Regions from separate parts of the Bombyx mori genome. Here region 2 is linked to region 1. The links are chromatin contacts, called in public Hi-C maps. All regions are on one chromosome and are shown on one strand. Each heading gives the region's core, a stretch centred on a gene start, on an enhancer-like site or on the middle of the called end of the contact. The rest is flanking DNA. Distances are from core to core; before and after follow the strand shown. Region 1 holds the start of LOC101741026 (moesin/ezrin/radixin homolog 1). Region 2 overlaps LOC101741026 (moesin/ezrin/radixin homolog 1).

Region 1 (5,065 bases), core at 903-3,402:
TCAGCAATAGTCATCAATTTTTTATGGAAAAAAATTAAAGTAACTATTCTAGAGTTTAGTACAAATTGAGACAGCGTTCATTCAAAAAATAACTTAGCTCACACTAAAAAACATACGAACATTGGTATTTTTCATGAATAGATATATTTTTGATAAGACCTTTACTGTATCTTGGGTTTCAGATTTTCAAAGATATTGTTTGGAGAGACCATTTAATATGGTAAGAAACATACAAGTTGTTACTTGTGAGGAACATATACCTTTTTGTTTTAATCTGTATTTAATTAATCTGCTGTGCTGCTTCTAGTGAGAACAGTCTTTCAACTTAATATTCATCATGGCTAGGTAGGTTCATAGGTGCAATAACAAGATATTATATCGTTTAAGGCAGCTGCGATAAAACTCCGGTTCATTTTGGTAATTAATCAATCAGTTTTTCTACATATTTTTTCAGTAGTTAATCCCATTTGCTCATTAAGCTTCAAATACATTATGGGCCTTTTCTATTGAGAGCAATAAAAAGAAGTTTGCCACATGCAAACAGGTTCTATATAGTAGATGCCGCTATAGCATTTACCTATAGGTAAAATAGCATAGACTATTATCAGATAGCATTTTTGTATATTCCAATTCAGTTCAATCATCAATTCACAGAATTATGTTCTTGTTTTGGAAGTATCAGACAAATGGTAAAAATATAAATGCTTAAATTGTTTGGCAAAATAAAAACTTTCAAAGCCGTACTTCTTCCAAGGAATATACAATTCAAATTTCGGTAAATATATGTAGAAATATTTTGCAGCTGTTTAAATTTAAATGGTCTGATGAAAAATTGAGGAGTCTCTTTCCTCTCCCATCCTCAAAACAACATCCTCAACAAAACTTTGTATGAGAAAAATGAAATTAGAAATTATTTTAAACTCAGTTTTTTATATATCCCTCTTTAAGTTCAATTACTTTATTGGTTTGGTAATAATTAGTAATAACTTTAACTAGTTTTAAGTGGTACCCTCTCATGGGTGCCTTTAATTTATTAACTCTTGTGACCTGTTGCTATTTATGATGACTCATATGCTCAAATGTGTCACAATGTGCCATTACATATAAAAAAAATGTACTGGTCGTTTTCAACATCTAAAGTTTAATGTAGAACTTATCTTTATTATAGACAACCTGATTACAATTTCAATAAAAATGAGATGTCTTAGTTAATGTGTTTTTGTAGGTGACACTTTTAAAATTGTTATTCTAATATCATGAAACAGTTTATTATATTTTTACAATTTTATAATTATTACAGAATTAATTATTTGGCATACAATTGTACTGGGTACATTTTAAGTTTGAATTAAAAACGTCCTATACATTTCTCTAATTACTTAAGTCTTTCGATTCATGTACAATTTGTTATAGAATTTGCTGTCTCATAAAAGTTTAATTCATAGGTTTTTCATAATATTGAAATTCAAACTTAACTGGATGTTTGCATAATCAATGACAACTCGGTGTGCTGTTTCGTAACATTAATTGAATTAATAAGATGTACTCACTGATTTCGGCATGTTGGCTATGGATCACTATCTGCAAATACGAAAACGAGACATAAAATAGTGTTATCTTGTAAATTGCATAAAGTTGAATTGGATTTGGGGAATTGTTTTCGCGCTCTTCACTAACTTTTAACAATATTTTAAGCTTATAAACTTTAGGCTGTCGCTACTATATTACGTATTACCAGCAAGATTACGAGATTTTCCACTAAATAATCATATTCGCGCTATGACAATATCAAGTAGTCACCGGGTATGCCACAGCGGATAAGCTTAATAATATAGTCATCACGAATACTTCAATTTCAAATTATTAATATTAAGATTTATTGTTTATAACCAGATTGATGGCTTTTCAGTACTTACCCGGTATAAACAAGAATATCACCTAATAATCCACATAAGTAGCACAACACACATAAAGAATGCACACACCCTACGGCCACAAAAATATCGCGGTGTGACAACGACAACTGCTTGCGTGACGTGGTAGCACACATTGCCATAGTTTGAGCTAAAATACTATGAAATTTTCAGAAACTTATTTAAGGGTAAAAACTCTTTAAAGAATTACATTTTTTTTTTAATGCGTAGAGACTCAAAACTCAGGCTAGAAAGAAAAAATCATAACATTCACAATTTAATTTACTTTTTAAAATTATGGTGATGACATGTTAACAAAAAAATTCTGCTAAAAAGTTGTTCTAAGTTAGAGCAAATATAGGTAACATTTTAACGGTCGAAAGAAACACGACTTGTTTGGCGGGAACACAAGAAGCGAAGTTTAAATTTGTTGTTTTAGTACATATTTCCTTCGTTTTTCGCGGGTCGACTAAATTATAATTATTACCTTTACCATTTTTAAGTTCGCACTTTTTTATAATATAAAATTTTCAAAAACTAAAATTGTGATTAATCCATGTTATGGTTTTAAATTATGTAGTGCTTGTTCAGGCTTAAACTTGTTATAATCATAGATCATTATTTACCGATTACCACGTAAAAGTTTATAAATGTGAGAAAATGGCAGAAAGTTGCTGAACACTGACATTAATTCATTTCATTTGATCCTAGTTCAGTACAGTTTCAGATTAAATTTTTTTCTTGCCGCTCGAAATCATTTTATTTATTTTCAGTGGCAGAGTATTCTTATTTTTTTTCCCACCTAAGCTGATAGCCTTGAGAGGCTATGTCAGCGGAACCTTTACTAATAGGTGAGCTCACGGGGCTCAAACCTGACTACGTTACTAACACGAACCCTAGCAAGAACCGTGCTTCGCAGAATCTACCACCGGATCGGAAACGCGACCCACTGAGAAGATCCGGCGAGAAACTCAGTGGGCTGTGTGGAACGATGACCGGTGCTTGAGGTACCTAAAAGCACCGTTAGTGCAAGGGCGGATCCAGCTTTGGTGCCAGGAGGGGGTCACATAGTCATGGTCAAGTCAAGAACTTATAATTTAATTTTGATAACAATAGATACAAGTAAAAAGTAGTATTTTATTAATGTACGTAAGTACTGTACTTAAAAATATTTATTCTTTATTGTACACTTGAAAAACTTAACGCATAATGACTTGTACCTACATATACACGTACATATTGTCATCTTCTCTTGAAGACATCCAGAGAAGCACTATCACGCCCATTTATATTCCATAACCGTGGTGAATGGTTTGTCATAACAGCTAAAGGTATGTCGAGGGGTATGACGCAAAACTCCGCAAAGGTACGACAAGGGTTTCCAACAAACAAAATAGAAACAGACAAAATACATATTTAAATAACAAAATCAATTTTTCTTTTACGTCTTCTCCCGAAACGCGTTATTACGTCATTTACGTCAATGGGTACGTTTTTATGAACGTGGAGAAGTGCCAGTCCGGTTAGGCGATCTTCAACCATTGAAGATCTTAGCCACGATTTAAGTCTGCGCAACGTAGAGAAAGACCTAGACGTTACGTAGTCGACAAGCGCGCGCGAGTGTGGCGCGGTAAAATTCAAATTTTCGATGCGTTCGTTCCCAAACATTTGCTATCATACAAAGTTATTATATTATATTAAATTAATTAAGGAGCAATATAAGGAGCAACAATATATTGTGTCCTAAAATCATTATGTTCAATATGTGGTCCACCTATGGACCAGCTCAGGGGGGGGTCATGACCCCCATGACCCCCCCCTGGATCCGCCTTTGCGTTAGTGGATCGGGAGGATCCGAAATGACGTGTTTGGGGCGACGTCGACTGCTTTCCATTCTTTCCGCAGGATCGGAAATGTAGTGGCAGAGTATGTTTTATAAATGAGAACTGAAAATTTTATTTAATCGACGTTGGCACCAAAAGATCAATAAAAAAATCGAATGCATATAAATAAAAAAAAGTGTGTGTGTCCGCTCCGACGCACGACTGGAGTTTACTGGATATAAAAAATTAAACGAAACAATACGAGAAATAGTTCTATATTACGACAACACGATACACTACAGATTATTAACAAATTAACGAGACACAAAACAAACGACTAACAAATATATGAAAATACAATAATGAGAGAAACGCGCGATCAGTACGAGGCTTTGTGGCGGACTGCCGGCGCAGCAGCCCGGCGTCACCTGCGATAACGCGGCCGCGCGTTGGCTCCTGATTGGCGCGCGCACGCATCACGCAATCAGGAGCCAATCAGGCGCATAACGCATTTCGTGTGACATGCTAGTACGATTTTGGTCCCCATCATTTTCATACCCCGGGCCTATATATGTAAATCGATTCTAAAGGAGTAAACTCCAAAAATGGTGCGTGTACAACTTGGTGCACGCGAAAGAAGTGAAACTTCTTTTGGGGTGTGTAGTATTGTGGTTTTCTGTATTTTTCATCCTTGAATTAAATTTCTCTTGTAATGCTGTGTTAAGAGAAATGACCTCTGCACCATATATATTTTAAATGATATTTAGAAAAACATTTATTTTCTAAAGCCTTCATTAAAAATAAAATATAAGATAGTTAATATGCTACTGCCATCTACAGGAGCAATGGGAAACCAATAACAAGCCATGTAATGGCCGAGGCTGAGTCGAGTGGTTCGCGAGACGTTCTGTCTATTTTCTCACTCTCGCTCTTCTTAAATTGTGTCTTTTCTCTCTAGCCGTAACGAATTTGTAAGCGAGTAATTTTTTTTTATTGCCCTTGTAGGCAGACGAGCATACCTGATGGTGAGCGGTTACCGTTGCCCATGGAGTTCAGCAATGCTAGGGGTAGAACCAAGCCACTGCCTACCGAAAATTTTACTCTCAACTTGACTTATAAAAATGTGACTAGTGACAATGAAATTTTTGTTATTCGAGTAAATAAAGCTGCGACTGCCTTATGGACTACGCCCCCTTGGCTTTATCTGGGTCTTAGTCGTACATTTTTCAAATTTAAACTTTTTAACCTAACAGTTGAGAAAACCTAACACTACTTAGTAATAATTGACGATAATCTCCATAAACTAATAAAAAAATCTAATGTTGGGAA
Region 2 (4,692 bases), core at 606-3,105, 66 kb before region 1:
GTGCAGGTCAGCTCCCTACAGTCAGCGCCGGCGACGTTAAGTTACATGTTCTCGAACTGGTCGACGCGACGTTTGGTGTTGCCCTTGCGGATCTCGCGGAGCGTCTTGTACTTGTCTCGTCCCTGGCGGACGTTCTCGCGGTGGATCTTGTCCATGGCCGTCTCTTTAGTTTCGTCGCGGGACTGCGCGAGGTCTTGTTTCAGCGCCTGTTGAAAAGATACCGAGATATTATATAATATACTCCATAATTACAAAAAAAATAATTGATAAATTAATTTTATTGTTTTTTTAAAAGGCTCGTCGTGTGCTCACTGATCGAGAAAAATTTAATTTTAATCTTTTCACAAAATGCAATTTTCAAACACTCACGGTGTGGAGTCGAGCAATTGTTTGAGCGATATATTTTTGTTGTTTAATTCAGTTAAAGTTAACAAATATATAGCACAAATCCATCTACCCTACCATTTCAAAATAAGTTTATTCTAGACCTTATCCTTTAATATCTCTAAGTTTTAAAATAATACGAGTATAGTTTGTATGGCTAAACTCTGTCACACTTGCAGTGAGATGCTGTTGAATATAGGTTGGCAGCTCGTTGCCGCGGTGCAGCGTGAGAGCACTGTTAGTTACCTTGAGCTGGTTGTGTAGCCGCTCGTTCTTCTCGGCCAAGGTGGTCCTGGCCTCGACCGGGTCGACGAGGTCGTCGGGCGCCTGGTGCAGGTCTCCGCCGCCGGACTCCTCGCCGTGGTCGGAGCCGTCGTCCACCCCGCCGTCCTCAGCCACGTGGTGGTGCTGCGGGGTGGTGGCGGCCGCCAGGAGCGCCGCGGCCTCGTCCTGCTTGCGCCGGGCCTCCTCCACCTCGTCCTGCAGGCGCCGCGTCTCCGAGTCCTTGAGCTCGACTTCGGTTTGAATGCGTTGTACTTCCTCTTGTTTAGTGCGGATTTCCTCTTCTAACTTGGCACGTTCTGCTGCTTCCATATTCTATAACAAAATTATGTACATTATTATTATTTTTATTACTTAGGTGAGTGGACGAGCTCACAGCCCACATGGTGTTAAGTGGTTACTGGAGCCCATAGACATCTACAACGTAAATGCGCCACCCACCTTGAGATATAAATTCTAAGGTTTCAGTATAGTTACAACGGCTGCCCCACCCTTCAAACCGAAACGCAGTACTGCTTCACGGCAGAAATAGACAGGGTGGTGGTACCTACCCGTGCGGACTCACAAGAGGTCCTACCACCAGTAAATAAAAAGTACAAAAAAGTAAACAAGATATTATATTACAATATCAATACATATTGTCATTTTCATTCCCCAATTTTCTAAAGTTGACACAGAGAAGGGATGAACGAATTCATAGACAAATTTCAGTCATGTAATTTAATTGTATTTAAAACTAAGCGATCCTATAAACTACTCTTTGGAAGTCACAACACAAGTCATTTGTTTCTTGAACGAATATTGTTTGGAACCGAACAGGGCGAACGCTCATTATTAAAAATATGTTCTACTGGATTTCTCCTCGTTATAAATTTATAACATTTTACCTCACTTAATTATGTAAATGAATTACTTTATACAGTGAATAAGCTGGTTTTTTTTTCAGCGTGGGCAGGCGTCCCACTAGATGGGCCGACGATCTATTGAGGTTCGCGGGGATCCGCTGGATGCAAGCAGCGCAGGACCGGTCTTTGTGACGAGGCTTGGGGTAGGCCTATGTCCAGCAGTGGACGTCTGTGGGCTGTTTTTTATTAAACAAGTAAATTACCTTGGTCTCCTCGAGTCTCTGCATCATGTCGTGCAGCTCTCCCTGTCTCCGCTCCAGCTCCTCCTTGGCGGCCTGCAACTGCTTGAGCTGTTCCTCCAAGCGCCGGATCATGTCCTGGGCCTCGAGCAAGTTGGCCTGCATCATACAATAAACATTTGTCAATTGTGTCCTCGGCCGTAGCGATACTGCGTTTTGATTCTAAAGAAACTAAAGAGATTGGCGACTGTTTGAATTCGAAACGTCAAAAGTGTCAACGAGCGACGTCCACTATGACAAAAAATTTATCTAATATTTAAAAAAAAAAAGACATGGACGCTGAGTTTCTTGCCAATTCTTCTCAGGACGGAGGCTAGTTTTTGTGAATTGGCGGTAGTTCTTTTTGACGTTCAACAAGTATGTACTTTCATTTATGTTGAATAATTTGTTTTTGATTTGATTTGACACTTTCCCCTTTTCAATTCCAGCCGCCAAGGGCGACACATCGATTTCATATTTCATATATCTTTTTATTTGTCACTTAAAGACTAATAAAGTTATCAAAACCAAAAAATACAGTCCACTCTCATTTACCACAACGCAACAGCGACGTCCTTAATATCGATACTTATCGATAACGCTGCAATAGTGTTTCGATAGCGATACATCTCTAGTTCCGGGGAGGGGAGCACAACTGTCAATATTTGCGCGTAATTAGCAGGTCGACATACTCTGATGAGCACAGCACTAACCTGTGACCGCTCCATCTCTTCCTGCATCTGCCGCAGCCGGTCTTCGTACTCCTGTTGCTTCTTCTCGGCACGCTCACGCGCGGCTATCTCCAACTGGAGCTTCTTTCTGCAAACAAGAGGAAGCTTTGCATTAGTGGATGAGCTCACACTTGGTGTTAAGTGGTTACTGGAGCCCATAGACATCTACAACGTAAATGCGCCACCCACCTTGATATATTATAAGTTCTAAGGTCTCAAGTATAGTTACAATGGCTGCTCCACCCTTCGAACCGAAACGCATTACTGCTTCGCGGCAGAAACAGGCAGGGTGGTGGTACCTACCCGTGCGGACTCACAAGAGGTTCTATCACCAGGTTTACAATCAGAGACGGCTTTACCTATGGTGCAGGGTTTGGGCGCAGCGGTGTCACTTTCAATGAACCTGCTACATTCGTATCAATTCCATTTTAACTGAGCCTTTACTTTAGGGCGTTAGGGTAATGATTGCACATGGGCCCTACATTGGCTAGAGACGACTTTGATTACAGTTCGTCTCTCCAGCTGTTTGCCTGACGAATTCTTAGTGGATAGCAGTGATTGGATTACAAAAGCTGGATGGAGAAGCCGAGCAGATGGAGTCGTGCTCAGTGGCGTGCAATTGGAGAGGTTTCTGCCTAGCAGCGGATTGCTGCAGGTTTTTTTTTTATTGTCTTTGTAGGCTGACGAGCGTGCGGCCTATCTGATGGTGAGCGGTTACCGTCGCCCATGGACTTCAGCAATGCCAGGGGCAGAAGCAAGCCGCTGCTTACCGGTTGATGATGTATGCCAGCGGTCGGGGAACTTTTTTTAATTATTACCCCAAAATATTTTTGTTTAAGTCGATATTAACCCATGGCGAAGAAAAAAAAAAACCAAATCGCTTCTATTTTGGCATCTTTCACATTATAACCTTCATGATAATATTGAAAAAAAAAAAAAAATCCTTTCCTTTCATTTAGTTTCATCGAGTTAGTAATCACAACGATCAAGTTTCATTTTTACTCCCAAAATTTCATTCTACCCCATTGGGGTAATTTACCCCGGTTCCCCGACCGCTGATGGAGTGAGTATAGATCACCTCTGCGCCTGCTTGGCGAGCTTCTCCTCTCGCGCCTGCGCCTTCATCTGCTGCACGTCGATGGTGTCGGGCTTGCGGCGGCGCATGTACAGCTCGTGGTTGCCCATGCACAGCGCGAGGATGCGCTTGTTGACGCGGACGCGCGGCGCGAAGAACACGAAGTCGGGCGCCTTCTTGTCGATCGGCTTGATGATGAACTTGCGGTCGTTGAACGAGATGTTCCGGATTTCAGACCAGGGGAACCCGATTTTCGGGGTCAATCTGAAAATTTTATTTCAATTAGTTAGGTACAAGATTCAATATTTTCGAAATTACAAATGAAAAATTTGATTTTTTTTTAAATACAGGATGTTACTTTTTTTATTTTACAGATTTCGTTATTGTTATATGTCTATTAACTTTGATTTTTACTTTAAAAAAAGGATTGTCAATGCAATAGTAGTAAAAAGTGAATACAATCATGCATTGCATAAAAGATTTTTTTTTCTCTATAAAACTTTTTAAGACTGAAATGTTAATAAAGAATGGGTTGCATTAAAAATGTACATTAAGTACACTTTATTTAATTCAGTATATTTAAAATGACAAAATATTTACTGTAATTTGTGCTGACCAGTGGAAGTATCGTGGAAGTTACGTCAATCACAATCAAAACAAATACACTTGTAGTCAACAGAATATTAAACGACGCATATCTACAGGGTGTACACTTACTTGTCATCCTTCTCATAGATATTGAGCCCGAGGGCATCAACACCGAGCCATAGCTCTGTATTTTTCTTGTTGCGGATCTCGAAGTAGTTGACGCCGTACATCTCCAGGTCCTGAGCAATCTTCAGGTACTCCATCATGGCGTCTTCGCGGAGCATCTCGCGGTGTTCCTGCCACCAGTTAGTGATGCTCTGCTCCCATTCCTCGCGGGACATCTGGTGAGAGAAACAGTTCCTCAAGGTATTTTTTTTTATTGCTTAGATAGGTGGACGAGCTCACAGCCCACCTGGTGTTAAGTGGTTACTGGAACCCATAGACATTTACAACGTAAATGCGCCACGCACCTTGAACACGCACGCACGTTTTCGTAGTAAATCATTAAT

Evidence for each region. Hi-C and Micro-C count contacts between places; a contact is called where the count stands out from the background.
Region 2: a Hi-C map of whole pupa shows a contact between it and region 1, with 4 times the contacts expected there. The contact joins the enhancer-like site here to the promoter of LOC101741026 in region 1. A contact is called at or near these places in 3 of 7 Hi-C or Micro-C datasets (midgut, posterior silk gland and whole pupa).

What each region holds. Positions count from the first base shown.
Region 1 is chr9:15,674,057-15,679,121 of ASM3026992v2, reverse strand. LOC101741026 (moesin/ezrin/radixin homolog 1) reads right to left here and starts at 2,152. Exons shown (of 11, transcript XM_004931148.5): 1 at 1,917-2,152; 2 at 1,551-1,581. The coding sequence starts at 1,562.
Region 2 is chr9:15,740,579-15,745,270 of ASM3026992v2, reverse strand. It overlaps LOC101741026 (moesin/ezrin/radixin homolog 1), which reads right to left. Exons shown (of 11, transcript XM_004931148.5): 6 at 4,313-4,524; 7 at 3,599-3,859; 8 at 2,503-2,608; 9 at 1,775-1,909; 10 at 631-981; 11 at 1-206. The coding sequence ends at 42. Among protein-coding and RNA genes, the nearest start is that of LOC101738544, 18 kb to the left of the region's middle. Within about 2 kb of position 1,855, at least 5 of the 8 cell types and tissues checked have open chromatin away from gene starts, as enhancers often do.